Linked DNA regions of Mus musculus: region 2 is linked to region 1. The links are chromatin contacts, called in public Hi-C maps. All regions are on one chromosome and are shown on one strand. Each heading gives the region's core, a stretch centred on a gene start, on an enhancer-like site or on the middle of the called end of the contact. The rest is flanking DNA. Distances are from core to core; before and after follow the strand shown.

What was found. Hi-C and Micro-C count contacts between places; a contact is called where the count stands out from the background.
Region 2: a Hi-C map of liver shows a contact between it and region 1, with 2.2 times the contacts expected there. The contact joins the promoter of Fgfr2 here to the enhancer-like site in region 1. A contact is called at or near these places in 25 of 484 Hi-C or Micro-C datasets (the AML12 cell line, brain, brown adipocytes and 12 more), 20 of 115 datasets of contacts at active chromatin or transcription factors (PVALB interneurons, VIP interneurons, astrocytes and 10 more) and 4 of 9 other capture datasets (adipose tissue, embryonic stem cells, liver and 1 more).

What each region holds. Positions count from the first base shown.
Region 1 is chr7:130,209,088-130,215,533 of GRCm38.p6, forward strand. All of the region lies in intron 6 of Fgfr2 (fibroblast growth factor receptor 2), which reads right to left. Among named protein-coding and RNA genes, the nearest start is that of Fgfr2, 54 kb to the right of the region's middle. Within about 2 kb of position 2,539, at least 7 of the 459 cell types and tissues checked have an H3K27ac peak or open chromatin away from gene starts, as enhancers often do. A contact at or near this core is called in PVALB interneurons and liver, where this site is marked.
Region 2 is chr7:130,262,370-130,268,715 of GRCm38.p6, forward strand. Fgfr2 (fibroblast growth factor receptor 2) reads right to left here and starts at 4,439. Exons shown (of 18, transcript NM_010207.2): 1 at 3,425-4,439. RefSeq lists a promoter at 3,772-3,997.

The DNA.
Region 1 (6,446 bases), core at 1,289-3,788:
TACAGGGGACTTGACTCTTGGGAGGTAAACAAGATTCAGGAGACAGACGAGAGTGACGTTTTGCGTGTGTTAAATATCACTAAACTAGATCTTCAAAAACAGTTTAAAATGGCCAGTTTTATGTAGCCCAGGCTGGCTTCAAACTGGCCTTAAGGCTGACCATTAGATTTCTGATCCTTCTGCCTCCTCCTGGGATTACAGGCGTATACTGGCACACTCAGTTCCTGTGGTATTGGGGGTGAAACCTGGGGCTTCATGCATGCAAGGGAAGCACGCTACATCTGAGCTACACCTCCAGCCCAACCATGGCTTTGGATTTTTGGGGGGGTGGGGAGGGTGGGGGGCTTGTTTTGTTTTGTTTTAAGGAGACACAGGAAATGTGACAATATTGTTGAATCCATGTGATTTGCTCCTAGGATCGTGACAAACCCACCCTCTCAGTGAAGTGTACTACCTTGTTCCATTTACTAAATGACAGTTGTTCTTTCAATACCAAGTCTACCCAAGGTCCCCGCCACACTGGCCTTTGGATGCTGATGTCAATTCAGACGTCAGATGTCCACAATCTCCCTCCTGAGGAGCAGAGGTAAACACAGCTGAGATCCACCCCACTGGGCAGGACACCATACAGCCCTGCACCCCACTAGCCTAAAGGAATGTGTGATTTTAGCTGGTGTGTGCAGTGCCGGGCTGCCCTCACAGGAAAAATGTGCTGGACAAGGTTTTGTTCTTTTTAAATTGCTCAGGCATTAAACACATCCTCTTGTCAGAAAGGCTGAATTCCAGATTAGACTCGTGGGATTTGCAAAGAAACAAAATGGGAATCACTGGGAAACCCCCCCCCCCAAAGCCAAAATTTTATGCCATGTGGGTTTCAAAGGATCAAGCTAGCCTATTTTGAGAAATACATCCTAGAAGAGTACTCACACAGGTGCCCAATAAAGAGATGTACACCAAGCTTGTCATGGTCATGTTGTAATGGAAAAAGAGGGTATGCACAGCCTAAATATGATGACATACTATGGCTCTGTCAGCAGCATATGGGCCACAAGGATGAACTGAAATAGACCGGTATGTGTAGACACAGGACAACTTGGCTCTCATTATCAACTTTCACCATTTAAAAAAGCCTTCCTTGGAGGAAGTCCGGAAAGCTTCATGCTAATCCCTCGGATGCCTGGGTTTGCTCCTGGGGTGGATCAAGCAGAAGGAAAAACTCTCAGCACATCTGAGCAAACAAGAAATGTCTCCCTCAGGTACAGACAACGCAAGAAGCTAAAGGATAGACTCTTTGTTTTCCTAGAGCCAAAATGGGAGACGCTCAAGACTACTTGTAGCTCACGGTGCACTCAAGTAGCAGAAAGGCTCAGAACCATCACCCAGACCCCAAACACTGCACCAACAAGACAGAGCTCACCCTCACAACACAACACAACACAACACAACACAACACAGACGATGTTCTAACCTCTCCCTCCAAATCAGGACAGGGACTTCCTCACTGCCTCCTCTTTCTTCACAGAAGAACAGAACACCATCCCCATGTGACAACATCAATGTCCTTGGTCACCTCCTCCCACAGCTATGTAAAACCTACACTAGTGAAACAACCTTCTAAATCAAATCTCCTATGTTAGCAGCACACCCTGGCCTCACTCTCCCTTCTCCTGCTCTGTGGACATAAAAACCAAACAGGAAGATGATGAACTCAGTCACAACAGCAGGGTGCTCTGAGGGGAAGGGAGTCTATGAGCAAAAACTTACATGGATCACTTACAAGGGGAAGGAGATGGTGCCACGGCCATACTCACTCCTAAGAAGAGCTGGTATCAGACTCAATTCACCTGGCCCTTTAGTTCAAAAAGGCAGATGCTAATCAAGATGTATGAACACATGTGTTTAAAAACTCTAGTTTTTCTGTTTCAGAATTTGAAATATGTTAAGATGCCCTAAACTCAAATCTAAATTACACATGAACTAGTTTCTCTGCTCCAGGGTAAATGCTTTTTATCTAAAATGCTTGGGGCCAGAAGTGCTTCAAGTTAGAGCATTTCTTGGATGTCAGGCTATGCGTGCATCTGTTTTACTTGTTGGCCATCTGTAATTCTAAAACCTTGAAATCCTGAGTTCTCCAAAATCTGAAACTTGTAACAGGACAATCCTTGACTGACAATACAATAAATCAGAGAATTAAGACATTTTTGGAGACTGGATTTGCAGATTAGCCATGTTCAACCCAAGGGGCCCATTACCACACACTGTTGCTGCGATCCACGAACGCATCCTCAAGCTAAGCTTGCTCCCAGGTTTCCTGCGGCTAAGTAGCTTTCTATCTACCTGCTCCCATCTGCACTTTCTATGCACAGTCCCAGGAAAAGATCATCTTCGCACAGAACTGTGGGGCATTAACCTAACCAGGACACCTCTACATCCTCCTAAGCTCCTATTGCAGATTCCATGCCAAAGATCAGACAGCCAACCAAACATTAGCCCTCTTTGGTCACCTTTACCAGCACTCTTGCCAGAACTGAGGGGAATCAATAACTTTCCTTCCTCAACTGTAGGTCAAAGGGCTTCTGAAGGTCCTCAGGAACAGAGCAAAAATAGACTATTAACCAAGCACTGAGAGATCCCTACCAGATTGGTGCCTATAAGCCGCTATCTATGAGGGCTAACTTCTTCCCGGGAAGCAACTCCTTTGAAGCAGTTGATCGCCGACCAGTCTTTGCCCCTGGAAGCCCTGTGGTAAGGCAGGAATGTAGAACCTCTCTGGAGTAATGAAATCTCATTAACCGGCTTTGACCCCAGGGAGTTTTGAAATCCCCATCAAGAAAGTACTAAGCCTCAGCACCCCTGTAATGAGGACTAGCCTGAGTGTGTGTCTCAGCCTGGAGACTGGTGAAGAAGCACAGGATAAGCGTGCAGATCGCCCGGTGCCATGATTTAGAGCCCTGTTCTCGTAGCAACTCTTTCTTGGCTGGGTGCAACAAGCAAAGCAGGTTGTCGCCCATCATGGTTTGAATCAGGAATGGCCCCTAAAGGTTCCGGTTTTGAATGCTTGAATCTCAGCTGGTGGCACTATTTTGAGGGCTGGAAAGGGCCATTAGGGGTTGTGGCCTGGCTGCCAAAAGTAAGTCCCTAAGAGTGGGCCTTTGGAAGGTAGACTTGGCTACAGATCAATCGGGGACGTGTTTCCTGCACACTGCTACTCTGAGACTAGGGTTCTGAGTTCTTTCGCAAAGGCTCCCTCTGTGAACTCTCACCTGCGTACAACCTTCACCCTCAGCTCATCCACAGTGATGAGGCTAGGTTTCCTAAGTCCAGAGCTGGCAGAGAGAGACAGCTCCAGCATGGTGTCAAGCTACAACCAGAAGTGGGATAGTGTCTGCTGGCAGCCAGATCAGAAACGCAGAGAGATCTAGGTGAGGCCTGAAGCCCAGGAAACCACTGGAGGGTCTCTGAGGGTCCCCGTGCTGAAGCCTGGCTGGTGCCGGAGGAACACAAGGCTTACAAGCAAGAATGGAAGGAAAATCAGCATTCAGTGGTAAAACCTCTGAGTCATTTAAATTCTGTACCCAAGATTCCCCCCACCCCCACTCCGGTCACATCAAGCTCTAAGAAGCCAATGAGATGGAAACCAAGACTTGTATAAGATCTTTCTCAGCAGAAATCAAGGAGATCCTGCTAGTGGAAGTTTCTATAATGAACTCAATGGCTAAATGATTCAATACCAAACATCCTAGCACCGCATCTTTATTTTTATCCATATAGCCATATAGCCCAGGCTGGCCCCAGACTCTGTAGCCAAAGATAACCATGGACTTCTAATCCTTTCCACAATGACTAAGATTACAGATATGCCATACTACACTTGGTTATATGCAATGTGGGGTGGGTGGAGGGAGGGGTCAGACTTCATCATGTATTCTAGGCAAGCTCTCTATCAACTGAGCCACACCCCTGTCCTGGCCCCTACTATCGCATCAAGGACTTGAACACTATTCCAGGTCCCACATTGGATAACCAGGCTCCTCCAATCCCTTCCTCACTGCTATGAGATCACATAGAAGCCTCTGTAATTCCATCTTCCAAGTAGCAAACCGATGCTTTGTGCAATTTCTTCCTCTCACTAGAGACTGCCAGAGGCTCCAGGCCAGGGGTCAGCCACACAGCAGGGCTGAACAGTCTGTGCCTAGAAGAAGCAAGACTTCATTCTTCTTAAATCCACACCTGAGGTACCCGGCACACGCTGCCAGGCTGTGTCGCATCATGTCTAGAGCTGAGCCGTGGAGGATTTGTGTCAAGGGCTAGCCAACAGTGTCTTTCTGGCCTGCCAGTGACAAGCCAGGGCAGGACTGGTGGTAAAGGCTGAGCCACCTCCACCCTGCCAGAAGTGAAGGACAACAAATGGCAGCCCTAAGCATACCACACCTGGGGTGGGAGATGAGATTCCAGAGAGTGTATTTAAACTAGTAAGGGATCAGACATGTTGTTCATACCTCCACTGCACTGCCCCCCTACCCCACCCCACCATACCAAATATCAGGAGTCACCAGTAAGTATTTAATAGTCTCTGGGAACACAGAAGTATAGCGGTTAGCAAGAAAAAAGGCTCATAATTCAGAGCTGAAGGGCCTACCTGAGTGAAGAAGGATACTAACCCTCACTTCTTCATATATATGCATGTATGTATGCATGTATGTATCCTTGCGTGTGGGGGGGTGTCCAAGCGTGTACATACCTATGGCAGACTGAGGTTCATATCAGGAATTTCCTTGATTTATTTTTCTACCATATTCTTTGTGGCAGGGTCTTTCTAACAGGGAACTCCCAGACATAGCCAATCTCACTAGCTAGCCTACTCACAGGAGCCTGTCTCCGCCCTCCAGGGCTGGAAATGACCCAGCATGTGCCTGGGTTCTAAGGATCCAAACTCCTGTCCTCTAGTTCTCAAGTCCATTTGCTTGGCAAGTGCTTTACCCACTGAGCCATCTCCCCCTTGCCTGAAACTAATCATCTGAAGTAGAGGCAAGGGGACCAGGTCTGAGAGGCCTACAGGAGCGTCTTCTCCAAGTCCTTGTACGTATCACCAACTCCTGCTGGACCCAGATCTCCTCAGCCTTGAGATGGGGTGAGGGGTGGAAGGAGGAGTAAGGAGGCTCTGTGATGCTCTGCAAGCCAAGCAACCAAACCAGTCTAAGATGACAGCATTACCCAAAGATGCCAAGTCAGCAGGAAAGAGAACTTCACCCACTGGTCCCCAGATGGCACTCAGTTTGCCTAATTAAGATTTGTGGGGCTCAGGAGATGGCACAATCAGGAAAACACCTGCTTTTCAAGTATGAGAATCTGGGTTGGGTTCCCCCAAATCCATGTAAAACAGCCAAACAGAACGATGTATGCTTGCAGTCCCAGAGCTGAGATGGCACAGACACACTGACCAGTCAGACTAGCCTAATTGCTCAGCTCAAGGTCGCAGTGATAGACCTTGTGAAGAAAAGGAGGAGGAGGAGGAGGAGGAGGAGGAGGAGGAGCGAAAGACTCCTATGGACTAGCACCAAAGTTGACCTCTAACATCCATACACTCCTAGACACATAAACACACACACACACACACACAAACACACACACACACACACACACAAACGCACACAGACACACTTCTTCCAGTTAAGACTACCAAAAGTTATTAAAGAGTAATCCATGTGGGGACACTTGTTACAGCAGTTTTAAGGCACTAACACGGCCATCAAACAAGTGAGACAAACATCTTCTTTCCAATGTTGCAGGTTCAGGAGAGCCTGACAGCTCTCCTGGTGCCCAGATGTTTCTGACATTAGGCTGGCTACTCTTATCGCTGCACCAAGCTGTATTTGTTCCTAACATGCCAGGGCCTCGGTTCTTGGGTCAGACCCAAGAGATGTTGAAAAGAGTTAATGACTTCTAGGCGCCAGTTGGTGGTGGTGGGCCATCCGTCAGATCAAGGGCTTTAGCATCCCCACTGAGCTATCACACTGAAGGCTCACTGCCTCCTGTAGCCATTTACCTGGCGGGCTGTTTTATTATTGCCACAGTCACCAAGGCCTGGAGCTTCTTGCTAATTTTCCTTTGCTGTAAATGGCTGCAAAGTAATAGTGTCAATTTTAATGAGGCTAGAGCTATCCCCTCGCACACAACAATGGCCCGCTGTTTTATTCCAGGACACAAGAGCATCACTTAAATCATACAGCTTCACGGCTTTTTTGTGGGGGTGCAGGAGTGGAGCGTTCAGTCTTGATGCTTCCTACCAATACCTGAACCCCAGACGGAGCGAGCACAGAGGCAGTGCGGCAAGAGCCAGGCCTTCCGTTCTCTGGCAACCGTTTCTAGTTTTCTGTGAAGTACAGCGGCAACTGAGACCCTGTTACCACATAGCAAAGTAGAGCATTTGGGCTCCAGGGCCACCA
Region 2 (6,346 bases), core at 3,189-5,688, 55 kb after region 1:
GGTTGCTGAAGCAACTTGACCTTCATTCCTTTCAAGGGCAACTGCAGAAAAACCTGAGTTTAAAACGCTGGGCTTGGCATGGCCAGCCTCATTAACGTCTCTTATTCCAGCTGGCCTTTAAGACGCTGACTGGAGGAAGGGTCTGCTCTGAGAACCGCATTTCAGCTGAGCTGAGCGGCACGTCCTCGCTTCAGAACGGTTCTCAGAAAGAAAGGAGACCAACAGAATCAAAGAATCTCAGGAAGGCTTCAAAAACATTCCCACCAGTTTACACTTGTCAGAATTCATTTTCGAATGCAGGCGTGTATTTCAATCTTCCGCCAAGCAGCCACTTACAAAGAGTGAGTTTAATCCAACCGGGGGATTCAAAGCCTGAATTCCCTTCCACTGACTACAAGGCAGTGTACAGGCATACTAACTAAATATCTGCAACCGACGTCAAAGGGGTAAAGATACAACCCTTGATGAATAATTCAAGATTTTATTAGTAATGGTGATGATACGTACAAGCTGCCCTGGTATGTGATTGGCCTGGGAACTTTCAATACGCTAACCTATTGGCTAAACCTCCCAAGTATCAGTTACAAGGGGGCACTCAATTTACTAGATCCAAAGCAGAGAATTTCCCAAAAAAAAAAGCTTACCACAGTACAAATAACTTTATGTTTGTTCAGTGTCTTCAGTGACTAATCTTTGAGTCAGAATGCACGAGCTTTAGAGAATCTGCTGAAACCAATGGCAGGAAAGGATCGCACAAAACCATGGGCTTTGGATGCTGGGATGCCCATTTTATGAGACTGGGGATGGGTGAGCGTTTTAATGAAAAAGAGAGAAAGAGAAAAAGAATTCTAATCCCGTGCGCTTTTGATGCTTTCAATTATGACACAGGATTTCGACACTGCCAGAACCTCCGTCCTAAAATCTGTTCCTTTCAGCCTTCACTGAGACTAAGGCAGAGAGGACGTACCATCTCCAAGAGGGGAATAGGAAGCTGCTGTTTGGTTGTTTTTTTAAGCACAGGTAGAATGGTATAGCTAACAACAAAAGCCAGGGGTATATGAGCAGTTAGGTGCCCAGTGTTTTTAGTTGGCTGGAAGGATTTTTGTTCCCCCAAGTCTTCTTTCTTCTTAAAGCCAAGAGTCACAAAAGATAATTCCTTGTCTATTTCTACATACCAGTCAAAGGAAAGTGCACAAACATTCTCGTTGATTTCCTAAGAACTTTCAGAATGCAGGTAAACTCCCCTCTCCAGCAACTTTGCAATCTCAGGTCCCAGTAGGTCTTGAAGCAGAGTGCTGGGCCCACTGTCTCTACTAGCCACTACCCAGGAGTACCTCAGCTCCAGCTGAATGAGGAAGATGGCCAGTGCCCCAGGCTGACTCAACTTGAACGTTCGTTCTTCGAAGTCCCAGCCCCCACAGGAGCCCCCTCCTCAAACCTCTGTAAGGCGAGAAGTGACGGCAGCAGGTCTGCACAGCTCCTCACCGGAGTGGACAAAAGTGCTGAGCGACCTCCTAGGCAGGATAATTAGGTCCCAAGGCTCCGTGTTGGGAACACAGGCCCAGCATGCTGCTGGCGGCCACAATCCCAGCTTCCTGCCTTCAATACCATAATCCTTCCTGGAGGCTGAACCCCAGAGAAAGCCCCAGCGTGTTTATTTTTCCCCCTGAAAGGATACTCTCTTCTCAGCCTACGAGGGAGGAGTCCTCACCCTCACTCTGACGGATGGCTCTTCACGGCCACCCGCCCCTTGGGGTCATCTCCACACAAGTCTGCCTCCAAAGACAGGCAAAGGGACCCGGCCGAAAGGGCCCGGCTGGTGAGCTTGCGCAGTGTTATACACGTTTACACACTCTCCCCTGTCCTGCAAGAAGGCAGGTTAATTTAAGGCAAGCCCTTGGGGGAGGGGGGCGGTGCGACGGGTACTGCTACCTTAAAGGGTAGTTCCAGGATACCTCAGCGGGCAGAGCAATTGGCATTTTGTTCTCAAGTGGATTACTCCTGGGAGAAGTCAACACTCCCAGGTTAATACTAAATGTAGCCTCTCTACCCTGGTTCAAGGCTCCCTTACTTCTCCACGGGGCTGAATAGGGAAGGGAGCTGTCATGGGCTCATGGGGGGGGGGGACACCAAGGGGGGGCCCTAAACACAACGAAACCCCAAAAATATAAGCTGTCGTAAGTAAGACCATAATCCCTGACCTACTCTTTCAGTGGGTACTCCAAGCAGTTTGGGGTGCACATCGCCACCCCACTTCATTGTAGCATTTCTTTCATTTGTCAGCCTGAAATATCCTGTTTTGTCCCACTTCTTGGGGCGCTAAAGAGCTCTGAGAAATCTGCATTTTAATTGACATTCCAACGAGAGCGAGAGGGGCGCCTGATTGCTTTTCTATTCAAACTAAACAGGCTTTTCAGATGAAAATGAGTCCAGGCTGGTGGAAGATTTACAGGGATTTGGGACGCTTGGGACAATAGAGTTTTAAATGTTGATAGCGTTTCACACCAAACACATAATGGGTGCCGTGGATTTGAAAGCAAGTCTGCCTTTAAGGGTAGATTTTATTGAACTGGGGGGTGAGGTGGGGGGGAGAAGGAAGGTCTTGGGAAGTTTGCAGGGGCACGGAGCCGAAGCCGGCCTCCCGCGCCTGCCCCCTGGCCGCGAGGGTGGAAGCCAGCGCCACGCAGGGCCCTCGACCGATTCCCCCGCGCTGAAAGAATGAGCGCGCAAGTTAGAACTCGCCTGTGCTTTCAACATCTCGGCGCGGCAGCGGTCGGAGCAGCTAGGCGAACTAGGAAAAGTCGGTCCAGTTCGCCCCCTAGCCCCAGGCGCGCGGCGATCCCTCCTGCGCCAACCGCTGTGGCTGGTGAGGGATGGCCAGCACCGGAATCCCGGACCAGAGCCACTGCCTCCCTAAAGGTGTCGTCCCGGCATCTCCATCCCTTTGGGGATGTTGCCTGACCACACTCCAGCAGTTTCTTCCCAAGAAAGGATCTCTCATAAGGGTTTGTGTAGTACCAGGCTGGAGCTTCCAGAATCCAAGGACCAGGCACCCCAAAGATGCCCTTCCCGAACCGCCTATGGGCTGTGCCACTGGCAGGCGGCCCCACGGCGCGCCGGCTCTGAGCTCAAAGGAACGCGCCCAGTAGGCAGGACTGTGCCCGCCGGAGTCTGACAGGAAAGGGGTGCCAGCGGCAGAGGCAGATGTCAGCATTGGGATGGAGGTGCTGAAAGAACTCCCCCAAAGCCAGCCATCCGCATTCATCCACTCCTCCATCACCAATACAGTCAGAGACTGACAGGGTGCGCCCCCAAATAGGTTTACCCGCGCCTTCCTCCCGGGGATCCTGCGCCCCCGCATCCTCCCACGGCACCCACTTTCCCGGCTGGCGAAGCTCCCAGAGGCGTTCGGCACGACGATTACCTTGAATGGCAGCGCTCCTCTGCGCTCGGTGCTGCGCCGGAGCCCAGAGTGGATCGGGATGGAGCAGGCGATGATCTCGGAGGAAAACTCCAAAAAGAGAACGATTCCTTGGGTAGCAGCCGGCGCCAAGGTTCCGAGGCTTCACGCGCGCCGGGGATCGCAGAACAGCTAGGACATGACACCGGAGCTGCTCTCGGATCTGGGCAGCAGCAGAAGAAAGGACTGGAGCTTGGCGTTGCCTACTCCAAACTTTGCTGGCGAGTAGTGAACACTCGCAGCGCTCAGGAACGCTGAGGCCCGGGGGCTCACGCCCGGCCCCCGCCAGCCCGGAGAGCAGTCGCCACGCCGGGCCAGGAACACACAGGCAGCCCCCGCGCCGGAGCTCTGGCGGCCGCGCGTTCGATCGTCCGTGCGCCCGTTCCGCGCCTGCCGCCGCCGCCGCTCGCCTCTCCCGGCTCTCTCCCCTCGCCGCCCGCGCCGCCGCCGCAGCCTCCTCGGGCGGGTCACGCCCCCCGCTGAAACCCGAGCCGTTTCCTGGACGGCGGCGCCCGCTCTGCCAATCAGCGCCTCGCGCTGGGGCAGTCCCGAGCCCCGCGCTGCCCCCGAAGCCTAGCAGCCGCAAAGAGACACCCGCCAGGCAGGCGAGGGGCCCCGCCGCGCTGCCCGCAGGGGTGCACAGATGACCTCTCGGAACCCTGTTGGTGAACGGCCTCTGTACGCCACTGCCCCAGTTCCTAGCCAGCTTTGGTGCACAGTGGATGCGTTACGTTGTTTTATGTCAAGTTAGGAAACAAATGACAGAATGCTGTGCAACTTCAGACACCTTAGAATAGGTCTGCAGCATACTGGGGCCAGACATTTCATGTCATGAAGCTTTGAGGGTGGAAGCAGCGGATGTTCGTGGGAGATGTTGCGTTGTCTTGTTCCTCTGAACAATAGACAGGGGACGAGTGTTTGGGAAACCCTCCTTTAGGAAGGGAACACGTGAATAGGTAATTGTACTTATCCGCACATCTGCCTGCAGAGTAACAGAACCAGATTCTGACAAGAAAACTGAAGATCGGAGAGGTTAACACAACCGGCTGCTGGATGAGCCCTTTAATGTGGCTGCCATGGGAAAAGGCAATCTACAACAGAAAACATCTTTAATAGTATCAATGTAGGTTAACATAAAGAAATCCAAAGGAGGGCTGGAGATGGATCAGCAGTTCAGAGTGCTTCCTGCCTTCTTAAAGGCCAAAAGCCAGTTGCTGGCTAAATATCAGTCCCTCACAATGGCCTGTAACCCCAGTTGCAGAGTCATCCAAAGCCTCTGGTCTCCTTAGGAAACTGCACTCGTGAACACAAAGATACAGGCATATAGTTTAAAAATAGAAATAAATATTTAAAAGAAAGTAGGGCTGGAGAAATGGCTCCGTAGTTTAAGAATACTGCCAGAGATTGGTTCAATTCCCAGCATCCACTTGGCTTGCTCACAATCACCTCTAAGTCCAGTTCCAGGAGTCCCGACGCCCTCTTCTGGCCTTCAGAGATACTGCATGCACAATGTGCAGACAGACATGCAGGCAAACATCCATACCAATCAAATAAAATGAAAATTAATTAATTAATTAATTAATGAGAGGGGGAAGAAACTTGAAAGAGTCTAGAGAGGTGTTGGAGATGTAGCCTAGTAGTAGAACGCTTGCCTTGCATGTACAAGGCCTGATCTCCATGCCACCTAAGAAAGAAACAGAGAAAGAAACAAAGAATCAGAAACAGAAAACACACTCACTCTACCAAAAACCAAGTCATCTGACCGTGAGCAAATTGGATTCTCTCCCTGACTCTTACACTCTTCTGTTGCAAAGCAGGATTCTTTAACTAAATGTCAGGCCGGGCTGTAATGATTGGCATCTCCCATTTGTCTCTCCCACTAGACTACCTTGAGATCATTTATCTTTCAGTACGCACTCCCTTTCTCTCTTTCATCCCTTGAGCAGTTGTGTTTAAAGTCAAGGCCATATAAATTGTAACTCTAGCACTCAGAAGTGTGAGGCAGGAGGATTGCCTTGTGTTTGGGGGCCAACTTGGTCTACATAGTAAGTTTGAAGCCAGCTACATTTTGTCTAAATAAATTGAATCTTAATTATTGGGTCAATTATTGAGGTCCCAGACCTCGCAGGATAAAGAGAAGTTCGGGAGCTTGAAAATGGTTTCAGGTACATGCTGAGTTTGTGTCAGCCCTGGGCTATATAAGATCCTGGCTCAAATAGGTCACTAAGTTCAGAAAAGCCTTAGACTCTCTCTGGTGCCTAAAGACAAACAAAGCCAGACAGTAAAGTCCACCTGGGACACAGGTTTGAAAGAGGAGACGTACCAGAATCCCTAATACTCTACCTTATGCCATTTACACACACGATTCCTCAGGCCCCACATGATCAGATCATCTTTGTTCACAGCATAGCCTGGGAAACTTATATGCACATCACTAAAAAGCAAGGGGTAGCAAATCCATGTTCAATGCCTCAGGCAAATACTTATGAAATTAGAATTTGAAAACTCAACAACAACAAAAATAACAGCCGGATTTCCAAACGAAATGATCTGTTTATGTCTAGTGGAAAGGGGTGTGTTTTGAATGAGTTCTGTGGCCTGGGTGGGAACACCTCAGCCAGGTTGACACTGAGCCATTCAGTGTCAATGTGTGCTCATTCCCTAACCTGAAGTCACAAGGGAATGGTCCTGCTCCAGGCTGGCACTTCTATCTTTATGATCCCCACTGATGAGAAACTCCGTGTCTCAGGACAGAGCTCTTTCCCTACTGCAGTGGGCCCACCAGCCATTGAAAATGAGGTTAACACATTCTCACATAAATTAATGGCCCAGGAAGCCGCTGTCCCTGTCTCCCCCACCCCATTCATCTCTAGCTTTATAGATGCT